Linked DNA regions of Mus musculus: region 1 is linked to region 2. A link is a contact called in public Hi-C data. All regions are on one chromosome and are shown on one strand. The core of a region is the stretch at or near the end of the contact, and the rest is flanking DNA. Distances in the headings are between cores, read along the strand shown. Region 1 overlaps Slk (STE20-like kinase). Region 2 holds the start of Slk (STE20-like kinase).

What was found. A called contact is a pair of places that touch in the nucleus more often than the background predicts.
Region 1: a contact with region 2 is called in a Hi-C map of cortical neurons, with 1.9 times the contacts expected there. The contact joins the enhancer-like site here to the promoter of Slk in region 2. A contact is called at or near these places in 9 of 39 promoter capture datasets (the C10 cell line, the HPC-7 cell line, cranial neural crest and 5 more), 5 of 484 Hi-C or Micro-C datasets (cortical neurons, embryonic fibroblasts, granulocyte-monocyte progenitors and 2 more), 7 of 115 datasets of contacts at active chromatin or transcription factors (the 230-238 cell line, the HPC-7 cell line, the SCID.adh cell line and 3 more) and 3 of 9 other capture datasets (adipose tissue, liver and pancreatic islet).

Annotation. Positions count from the first base shown.
Region 1 is chr19:47,622,057-47,627,885 of GRCm38.p6, reverse strand. Slk (STE20-like kinase) reads right to left here. Exons shown (of 18, transcript NM_001164639.1): 10 at 5,520-5,650; 11 at 5,192-5,315; 12 at 2,402-2,581. Among named protein-coding and RNA genes, the nearest start is that of Gm16068, 18 kb to the right of the region's middle. Within about 2 kb of position 2,330, at least 18 of the 459 cell types and tissues checked have an H3K27ac peak or open chromatin away from gene starts, as enhancers often do. A contact at or near this core is called in cortical neurons, where this site is marked.
Region 2 is chr19:47,576,352-47,582,159 of GRCm38.p6, reverse strand. Slk (STE20-like kinase) reads right to left here and starts at 2,141. Exons shown (of 18, transcript NM_001164639.1): 1 at 1,817-2,141. The coding sequence starts at 1,966.

The DNA of each region.
Region 1 (5,829 bases), core at 1,081-3,580, 46 kb before region 2:
AAAGATGCTGGGTATCAACAGACGGGGGAAAGCTCAACACTAAATGGTGATTACAGCTAAAATCTCCTCTTTCACCCATGGTTTGCTAAGGCAGGAAGGAGAAAGGCTGCTCTCTGGTTGAGTGGCCTGCAGCTGCTGCTGTTACCTGAGCGTGCTGGCTCTGCGCAAGCTCCTCTTTCCTGCGCTTCGTGAGCTCCCTCCTCAGCTCTCTGGGGGCTTTCTCCACTTCATTCATAACCTACAGTACACAAGCACGCGGGCGGTGGGGAATGACACTTCCTCCACAGAAAGCGTGTGCGTGTGAGCAGAAAGCTACAGATCAAGACTAAAGCTGTTAAAAAGATTCCTTTCACCATGCATCAGCAGAAGCATTAGTTGGTGGGAAAGAGCAAAACTACAGAGCATGCTTAATCTCGGTGCAGAAAGAGGCAGGACAGCACACTTGCTTGACTGTGCCCTCGTGTATTCACCAGAGAAGCAGCGCTCACAGCACTATGGCTGAGAGGACAGCGATAGACTCAGAAATTACAGACGTACCTATCCAGATGTTTAGGACTAAGCACATGGAAAGCTAATGTCATTTATAAAGTGCAAACTTTACCACTGACTTGACAATACCAAAGGTAGAGTTCTAAATGATCCACTTCATGACAACAGGGTAGGAAAGGGAAGGGAAGAAGCAAGTGGGACTTCAAATCAATGGACATTAAGATTTTTCCATAAAATATACCATTTCATACATGGTATGACACAATGCATATAGCTGACTACTTTTTGTAGGATTAGATAACATTCTCTTTGGTGAAAACTGAAGCCAAGCTGGTCAGCTTTAAAAGCAGTAACAAGGAATCTTAAAGTTTAGTAAGCTATGATTTGTTACACTAAACCAAATATATTTTAAAATGAAGCATTTTTTTAATTCCTTCTTTTTTTCAAAAGCCTAAATGTGAATTTCACCCACCAAAAGCTCTATAGTCCAGCTCTGAAAAACAAGCATGTGTTTACAAGTCAAAGCACCAAAAGAGCCCAGATTCCAAATCACCACATGCCACTGGCAAAGAAAGAGACTGATTTTGATTTAACAGTATCCATAAAGTTCCCAACAGTAATTCTTCATGAAACCAAATCACCAATCAAAGCAAAAGACTCCCAAATTGCAAGAAGTTTAGCAATAAGGTAAAAATACACAATAAGATTATTCAGTATAAACACAACACCATCTCATAACTAGTGAACATCCAAAAATCAAAATAATAACAGTAACTACAGACGTATTCATCTAGAATTAAATCCTTTAATGTGATACAAAGATTAGCCTCTCAACAAATAACCCAGGATTTTTTTTCAATTAACAAAGATTTTTATCATTGTATATGAAGCAACTCTGTATAAAACATTACAACAATAAAACCAACCTTTTAGAAATGCTAACTACCACAAATAAAGCTGCATGCAACCAACATTTGACCTAAGGAAAGCATCAAGTCCTTGCTTTGCTGTTAATGCTCAGTTCCACCTCACTATATCCTTAAGAGTTAATAACACGCTGTCCAGTTTTCTTCTTAATCAAATGCTAAAGTCAGAGGCTAAAATCTTAGTAACTGGGACATGTAACAGAAGTAAAAATGCATTTCCTAGCTTGGTTATTGTCTTCCAACCCTAATAGAACTGACCATAGTCATTTTCCCCTGGGGTATTTATATCCCCAAAATGGAAATCCTTCACCTGCACTGAAGATGTAAAACAAATCATAAAATTGTTTCTGAAAATTGCTTGCCTGTATTTTATTTTAATCTAGGAACAAATGGACAATACATGGAAAACCTCTTTACTAGCTGATAATAATCAGCTACACAACATGGAAGTAGCTCAGGAAAGTCAAACCATTTTATAATTGCATAATTTTTTCCCAAAGGTATAATAAGAGATGCTATTTTGAATATCAAGCTATTCAGTTTTTGCTTGGCAAAAATGTCTTTAAAAAAAATCAATAAACCTAATGGAGAAAAATTCAAATGTCGAGTAAATTGTACATGATAATTCTGACTGCTACTAATAAATACCAGAGGTTAAGTTCTCTTGAAAACGTATTTCTGAAGAAGGCCCTAAATATTGCATTACTAAGAGGGGATGGCAGAATGCAATACAGCTTGGTCTGTATTTGAAGACTTAGTTCAAAGTTAAGTGAGACAGGCACTGAAACCTCTTTTATTCCCGTTTTCTTGGCAGCAAAATGAAGGTAATATCTGACTTCACTAACTGCCAGCCTATCATTGTTTGGAAGACAGAACAAAGGAACAAATAAATGAGCAGTGTTCTGTCCCCCATTGTTCCTAATGCCTCAGTCTGCAATTTGCATTTTAAAAGCGGCTGTGCTGGTTCCCAGCAGCGGCTCACTTACCTCCTTCTTGCGGTTTTTCAGCACATTCTGGAACTTGGACAGCTCCTTCTCCTGCTCTCCTTTGATGCGCTTGGCTTCGTCTCTCAGGCGGTTAGTGTGCTCTTGTTCTAGCCGTTCAATTGTCTGTTTCTGCTGCTTCTCTAAATTCTCAATTTCTTGGTCATATTGTCGCTTCTTACTCTGTAAAACAATGCAATCTATTCAAGCATTGTACAATTTTGAATATAGAAATACTTATTATAAAGGAAGGAAGGAAGGAAGGAAGGAAGGAAGGAAGGAAGGAAGGTAGGTAGGTAGGTAGGTAGTTGAAGCCAGGCATGGTAGCACATGCCTGCAATTCTAGCACTTGAAAATTGGCGGCAGGAATGAGCACTATATACTGAGACACTATCTCACAAAATAAAGACAAAACAAAAGCCCTCAAAAATAAAAGAAACTGAAAAACAGAACATTTTGCAAAAATCTATACAGGAAAATCCAGGAAAAAGACATAAATTTTAAAATTAAAAAATTAAAATTATGGAAAAAGGACCACAAAAGCACTGGGTGAGAACATCTCTCATTATTTTCTCAGGACCCAGTTGTGATGACCAAACACAAAATTAACAATGCCACATCCCACACTCCACAGTCCTCAACAGTTATTATAAGACTGCAAAGCATTGTAATCTAAACATCAATATTATTCTTCTCATACACATTAGACTAGATGATCAACCTACGATCACTGAGATTTCGTACCACGCTCCTAAATTCCCTTCCCAACTGAGAACTAAGAACTGAAGGCCTCAGCAGGCCTCAGCAACAAGTACACAGCACGTCACAGCAGTGGGGACGAGGCCACGAAGGCCTAACTGTACAAGCCAGCGAAGAAAGGAAAATTTGAAAAATCAAAACAAGTTTTGGATTTTAATCTCAGCTCGAGCTAGATTGCCTTAAAACTTTAGAATCCAGAAAACTTGCACAGTGTCTCGATGATAAAGGTGTCGGAAAGGGTTTTCTGAGTAGAACTGCAGTTGTCCAAGAACGAAGGCCAACAATTGATATAAGGAGGACTTCACAAAACTAAAAAGCTTCTGAACAGCTGAAGAAACAGTCAGCTGCACAGGGGCGCACAGAACAGGAGGGGACCTCTGCCAGTCTGACTCTGACAGAGGATTGATATCCAGCACACACAACTCAAAAGCAAAGAGCCAAAACCACCAACAACCCATTCACAACCGAGGCCTGAGGCCTAAACACAGACATCTCAAAAGAAGAAACAAGTGGCTAAGAAATGTGTCAATAAATGTTCACTGTCCCTAGTGTTTGGAGAATTACAAATCAAAATAATCCTTGAGATTTTTACCATAGCCCAGTCAGAATGGCAAAGAGCAATGGACTAAGTGACAGCAGATGCTGGAGGGGATGTGGGGAAAGGGAACGCTCACTCACTGCGGGTGGGACTGCAAACAGCTGCAGCTCCTATGGAAACTAGTGTGGAGAATCCTCAAAAAGCTAAACTCCATCTCTCAGGGGACTAAGCTAGACCACTCTTTAGCGTATGCTCAAAGGGCTTGGCAGATCCTTGCTACTACCTGACAGAGCCTACCCACAGATATTAACTCAGCCATACTCACTGCTGCTCTGCTCACGACAGCTAGGAAATGGAATCATCCCAAATGTCCTCAACTGAGGAACGAATCCTGAAAATGTGATGCAGACACACTATGGAATATTATGCAGCAATTAAGAAAAATGAAACCATGGAATCCGCAGGCAAATGGATGGAAATACAAAGGATTATACTGAGTTAAGCCAGTCCCGAAAAGACAAATATCATATATTCTCTTTCATGATAGCTCTTAATTCAAATCTTTATATTTGACTCTCTAACCCGGAGCAGTCACAGAAACCAGGAGACTGGGGAGGGGGAGATGCAACAGAGAAGAGAACAGTAGGGTAGTGGGGTAAATGTAATTTGAAGAGGAAATGGGAGAAATAGGGCGGTGGTGAGAATGGGAAGTGGGACAAAGGTCAATATGTAAGAAGGAGAGCATAGTAAAAACATCTGAAAAAGTCATAAGAAATCTTTATTACCTACTTACCTAAAATTAGACATATAAGTCAGTGTGTGTGTGTGTGTGTGTGTGTGTGTGTGTGTGTGTGTGTGTGTGTTTGTGTGTGTGATCTAAATACAATTTTCCCACCTGGGCTGACAATGCCCCCCCCCAGACTATCTCACAAACCCCCACCGCCAGGCATTAGAAGCAATATTATACAAACTGGGCGTGTTGTATTTGTATATTTAGGAATAGACATAAGCTGGAATTAAAGAAAAAGAGGTCTGAGACCATGAATTTAAAAGGTGAGGAGAGTACAAGGGAGGAGTTGGAGAGAAGAAAGGAAAAGGAGAAATTATATAATATTTAATTTCAAAATAGTTAAAAAAACAAACAAACCACAAAATCCTAAGACTAGAAGCTGAAAGATGGAACCTGGATCGCACAGTGACAGGGATCTCTAAAAGCTGGGTAAGCAATCTGCCCGTCTCCTGATACTAACTTGTCACGACAGACTCCACATGAGACTTGGTTTACTATAAACCAGTGAGAAGGCAGGGACTGCGGAGCCCTGTCAAGAGGGTTTTGGTTTTTTTTCCTAAAAATAACTCAGAAACCAGAGGCCTGAGCAATGACAAAAGCAGGCCAATCTCCTCCTCAGAGATGAGTGTCTGCAGCTACTCTAGGCGTGTCTCAAATACACCAGGTCTCGTTCCCTGCCGTCAGGGCACAGACGCCAAGGCCTCACCAGCATCTCCTGCTCAAAGCGCCTGAAGATCTGCTCCCGCTGCTGCTGCAGTTTCCCATTGAGCTGCTGCTGGGCTCGCTGCTCCTCCTTCTGAAGAAGCCTCAGCTCCCGAAGTTCCTGACGCCTGACAGAGTGCGACAGAAAGAAGCAAAGTACACTTTGGAGTAATACTTCAAACAAAAGCTTTAACTGGAGGATTTTAAACCAAAAACAAATTTTCAAATAATCTAAAGTTAACCAAGAATTTACTGGTTTGTCTATTCTTCAGTTTCCAGAAACAGCACAGAGGTTAAAACTCATGTTAATTATCTACTGTTTCTCTACTTGCCTGAGAAAGCGCAGTTCCTCCGTTTTGGAGTCGCTGTCTGTAACTATCTTCGATGTCGTCACACTCACTTCTACACCATCGACAATAAACTTGCGTGTTTTCTTCAATGTTTTCTTCTGTCTTCTTGTCTCCTGAATGAGATTTCATTTTGGGTTAGGTTTTGTGTAAATATCACCCATGAAAGATATTTTCCTCTTTAAAACTGAAGATGTCTTGCCAGCTATGAGCTGCACATAGAAAGCAGTAGGAATATCTGTACAACAGCTTTATCACCTTATTCCTAAATTGAGAGCTCACATTCAACTTTGCA
Region 2 (5,808 bases), core at 892-3,391:
ATGACAGAAATTTGTACCATTTATTGAACTCCTTCTGGCTGCCTTATACTTTCTATGTATTTACACTACAGATACTGAGTAGGCCTTCTAATGAGGGAAATCAACCACTAATAAGTAAGTACCTTGCCCAAGGTCACAGACTTATGTTGTGGAGAGCAAGAAATACTCTAGTATAGAAACCCATGCTCTCGATGCTATGCTGTTTACAGTGGATGAAATGTCTTCCCACCATGAAAACTTCGCAACCACCGACCACCTTCTCACTACAAGATTCCAGGTCCCTTGTGAGTTAATCGTCGCCTTTCCTCAGTAACTGCATATTCAGAGGACATTAATACGTGGAAAGATCTGAAGAAACGTTTAAGGAAACCTATGGTTTTAGAACTAAGAAAATCGAAGTTGGGAGAGGTGGTTATTTTGGTCATGACCGCCAAGCTGGCTCTGACAGCCAGTACTAAACGAGTCTCCCCAGGATGACTTCCTACCACCCTTACATGCCCTTCTGCTGTGCATCTTCAACAATAAGCTCTTGCTGAAACCATACTATATGCTGACTTTCATTAGCATTCATCTAAAGGTAACATACATTGTTTCATTTCAACAAATGTGTGAGGCATAGATTCAAATGTGAAACTTTGGGCCTTAATTTTATTATATAAACATGAAAATGTCAATTATAATATGTGACAAGTGCTACAGTAGCCATGTGAACAAGATGTTCTGAAAACACATAGAGCAAGCAATCAAAGTGTGTCTTTCAGACTGGATTAAAAAAAAAAAAAAAAAAAAGACCAGAATTTTGACAGAATGCATTCAAGGCACGCATTACAAGACAAAGTGTGCTGTGCTTAGAAAGTAGAGGACATGCTTTCGACTGAATGGAATTAAAAGTAAAAAGACACTACTACATATGGGCACAGAGGCCTGAGTTCAAGGCTACACTGAATCATGGTGGCCATGAACTGTCTGTGAGCTTCACTGTCTCCCTCCATGAGCAGGTGGACACTGCCACTTCTCAGGACTTTTATACGATACAAATTATGTGAGAATGGAAAGTCTTGAATCTATGTTTTCAATTCTAGGCAACCAGTGGGTCCTACCCCTAAACTGTGGCTCATAAAAACCTCGCCCTTCAGGAAGTAAATATTCCAATGACATCATTCATATACTTCCTAGGACAGGGTAAACAGTTAACATTCACACCTTTGTGTAGAAACATCAAACCTCTATTGAAATACATAAATACTCGTGTAGTTTTCTGATTCCTCAAGCACTGGTATTGCCTTCTAGCCAATGCTTATCGAATTTCAAAACTAGGATGAAATGAAGATCTCCTGGAAATGTTGTCAGAAATTCCATCCCATGTGGCCAAGCAACCAACTCAAGAACGGGCTCCATGCTGGCCAGGCACCTTTTGCTCGTTTTATCTGAATTATACATACTGTCCCCATCTCCAAAAAGTTACCTGTTTCATGCACACATGCAAACGCCACTAGTAAACAAACATCAGCACAGGGAGAAAGAAGCTAACGAGTTTCCGATTTTAAAAGACTCGAGGGCCGGGCCGCAACCACCCGCTCCTCCCATTAAATTCGGAAGTTTGACAGGGTTTAGACTGCAGACCCATCACTCCTGAAACTGCATCCGGCCCCACGGTATTCCGTAACGGCTTGGATGCTGAGCTGAAGTTTCAACCTACAAAGCCAAGGAGCGGGCAAGTCACGGGAAGGGCTGCTGGGGTGAAGTCCTCGTGCCACTCCGGACAGGCGGCCGTTTCATCTCCTCCTAAGCCAACTTCCCGTTTTCCCCCTCTTACCTTATAGACTTTCCCGAAGGCTCCGTCGCCCAGTTCTCCAATAATCTCCCAAAACTCTTCGGGGTTCAGGTCTCTCTTCACGTGTTCGTACTGTTTCTTCTTCTTCTCGCTCCCCAACTTGAAGATCTTACGGAAATTGAAGAAGGACATTTTTCCAAGCCCAGCAGAGCCCCTTGCCCTTAAAGGGCTAGGAACAATAAAAGGCAAAGTTTGTGGCGCGTCGTCTCCCGCGCGAGCCCGGGGTCCGGGCCGCTCCCGCCGGGCGCTCCCCGGAGAAGGCGGGGCGCCGACCGGGCTCCGGCCCCGGAGTGGGGCGCGCGGCCGCCGCGAGCCGGGACGGGCCGAGCGGCACGGTGGGCACCTCGCTCGCGGGCCCCGGGGGCTGCACCTGCCCCGGCGCTCGTCCCCGGCCCGCACCGGGCCGCACGGGTCCGAGCGGCGCGGACGCCCGCGGCCCGCGGCGCCTTAGGCCCGTGTCACCGCGCGTCTCCCGGGGCGGCGGCCGCTCCGGACCCGGGAAGCGGCCGGCGCCCGGCAGGCGCGTAGCGGCGAAGCCAAGCTCTCCCGCCGGGGCCCCACGTCTGCTCCGAAGCGTCCGCTCCCACTGCGCGACACCCGCGCGTCCCCTCGGCTCTGGGGCGCCGCTGCCTCGCTCGTCGCCTCAGCCCACACAGCCTCGGCCCGCAGCGCGCACGGACGCCGACGCCGTCTCGCAGCGCGCCCGAGCTCCTCGGCCGCGCGCGCGCTCGCCCGCGCGGTGACGCGCCCCGCTCCCCGCGCGCTCGCGAGGGCGTACCCTCTGGCCCCGCGCACGCGCGCTGGCTCCGCCGGGCTGGCGGCGCGGCGGCTCGGTGGCGCCTGCGGCGGGAGGTGTGGTGGAGGCTTGAGCGCTTCCATCCTCCTCGAGGGTTTTGCGTTGACCTCTGCGAGCCCGAGCCGGGTGGCTCCACGACGTCGTTGGCCAGGTCTCCTTCGGCGCGACCCTGTTGATTGCGCTGGCGGATGTTGCCTCATTCTGCACAAGGGGGACGCGGGAAAGCAGGCTATGCTTGTGGGTGCCTGAAAGTGCACTGTTTCCGCTTCGGAACTCATACAAGAGTCCAGGGAGAGGGAAAGCCGGGAGCCTGGGCTTTGAGCCATAGTTCAGTGACTTTGAATACAGCATCCGAGTCCCCATTCCTATGATCTCCATAGTCCTTACTGAAACGTTGCGGCATAGATCAAAAGAGACAATAAATGGAAACCCTTTGCACAGGGCTTGCACCAGCAAGTGCACAATATTTACTCAATATGAAGGTAGTGCAAACATAGGTTGTAAAAAAAAATTGTTTAAAAGGTAGGTGTGGTGGAGCCCTGGGGAAGCTGCCAACGAATGATAACGAGTTCGAGACCAGCCTGGGCTACAGAAAAAAGCCCTGTCTCAAAAAATAAAAAGGAAATTGTTTAAGATCGGCTTCTGGAGTGGTGACACTCCCTTAAGGATAACCTCTGGGTCACCTCCACAGCCAGAAAACTGGTGCCGCCCTTCCTGAGTCTCACCTGAGCTAATCCAGCCGGGGATTCCAGATTTGCTGGGGCTATGTGGGTGTCGCCTGGAGTCTGTCAAATGATTTACCGTCCCCCTCCTCCACCTGACAGAAGCCCTTTGGGGAGGAGGGGGGCGGGGAGGCAGAGGCGGGGTCACCCATCAAGGTGACCAAGAGCAGGGCCACATTCCAGGGTAGGTGTAGAAAGCAGACCAGGAAATGAGTGAATACCACAAGAAAACGTTTTAAAAATTAAAATAGTAGACTTTGACAAAAGATGAGGCCTAGTGGTACAAAGGGGACAATAGCAAGCGCTTAAATTTGAGGCCAGAGCGAGTGTGCAGCAGTTAAGTGCATTTGCTCTTAACCACTTTCTTGTTGTTTTTTTCTTGTTTTCTTTCTTGTTTTGTTTTGCTCTAGCCCCAAAATGTAGCAGTTGTTCCGTAAAAGGCTCAAGATTGTTTTCTCAAGATCCTTCTGTTTCAAGATATTTTATATATAATTGATACACACTGAACTGCATACATTAAAAATATACACTTTCATGTATTTCCATGTTACACACACCATGAAAATGACCTAGTCAGTTTTAATATTATTCATGGAGAAAATATGTAAAGAATAAAATTAAGAAGTACTATAATTCCACCAGCCAACAGAACCACTAGTAGATTACACTCTGTATGAAGATGTATGTCTAGCCCGTGTAAGGTTCTAGTATTATCTGTATTGTTCTGCTCCATAATGACATAGTTGGATTCTTTACAGTATTTCTGCCACACTGACAGATGCCTTCGCATACGAATCCTTTCTCACAGTCCCCGTATTTGATATCTCCTCAGTGTAAAGCAACCGGAGTAGATCTGGGTGAAAGAATAGGGTTCTGTGTTGTTCATCTCAGAATAGGAGAGGCTTGCTTGCCTTCCCAAAAGGTCACATACGTACATATAAAATCTTTTTGTTGTTGTTGTTGTTTTGGTTTTTTGTTGTTTTTTGTTTGTTTGTTTTTCAAGACAGGGTTTTTCTTTATAGGCTGTCCTGGAACTCACTTTGTAGACCAGGCTGGCCTCGAACTCAGAAATCTGCCTGCCTCTGCCTCCCGAGTGCTGGGATTATACATATTAAATCTTAAGAAATAAAAGTTAGACATGGCAACGGATACCTGCGATCCCAGCATTCCTGAGGCTGAGACGGGAGGCTTACAATGAACTCCAGGCCATCTACAACATAAAAGTGGGTTCTAGTTCCAGCCTGACCCACAGGGTGAGATTCCGCCTCAAAAATGAAATACGGAAATCATAATCTAGGGAACGTCTCGCCTTTTGAGTTCCTCCTCACTCCGGTTCATTCCTGTTAAGAAGCTCAGGCTGGGCTAGGGAGACAGCACAGTGGGGCAAGTACTGTTCTACATGTCTGAGGACCTGATTTCAATCCTAAGCAGCCAGTAAAAGCCAGGCAGAGCACAGTTATAACCCCAGTGCTGGGGGGACGGGGAGGGAAGGACAGACAGATCCCAGGGGCTCTCTGGACAGCCAGCATGGCCTAGACCTCAAACTCCAGGTTCAGTGAGATAATCTATCACAAAAAAAAAAATTAAGGTAGGGAGTAAGAGAAGAAGGCATCTGACATTGGCCCCTGGCCTCCACATGCACATACATACACACGTGCACACATGTGTACACACACATAGCTAAGACTATAATGATAGCTATATTCACTATATTCCTGACAGAGAATATGACTACGGCTTCGTGAATATGTACCTATTTCCAAACTCTTCCTTAGCTATGAGCAGATTTATGTGTCAATGATACATCAATAAAATGTTTTCTTTTTTTTAATATTTATTTATTATATGTAAGTACACTGTAGCTGTCTTCAGACACTCCAGAAGAGGGCATCAGATTTCATTACGGATGGTTGTGAGCCACCATGTGGTTGCTGGGATTTGAACTCAGGACCTTTGGAAGAGCAGTGGGCACTCTTAACCACTGAGCCATCTCACCAGCCCCAGTGTTTTCTAAAAAACAAATATAAATAAATGAAAAACAGCCAGTGTAGTAGAGAAGATGGCCAGAGGACGAGGAGGAAACTCAAAGCGCAGGGAGCTGAATAAATCCCCTCTGTGGCTCCCCTAATAAAGGCGTCTGGTGCTCTGTGTTTACATAGTAAAAACACTAAGCAAAGGAAAAACTCAGATTTATCTTTACAACTGCAAACATTCTCGTAGGGTTTTTTTTTTTCCCCAATATATGATGGGAAAAAAAATAAGTGGACCTCTTAAGAAAATGTTTTAACATTAAAGTAATAGGCGTGGCCTATGGCTAGAAAGTAACTTGAAGCAGGGATTTGGGACTGTAGAGATGGCTCGGCAGCTAAGAGCATTTGGTTTTTGGAGAAGACCCAGGTTCAGTTCCCAGCAGTCGCCTAGTAATTCACAGTGTCCCATAGCTCCAGTTCCAGGAT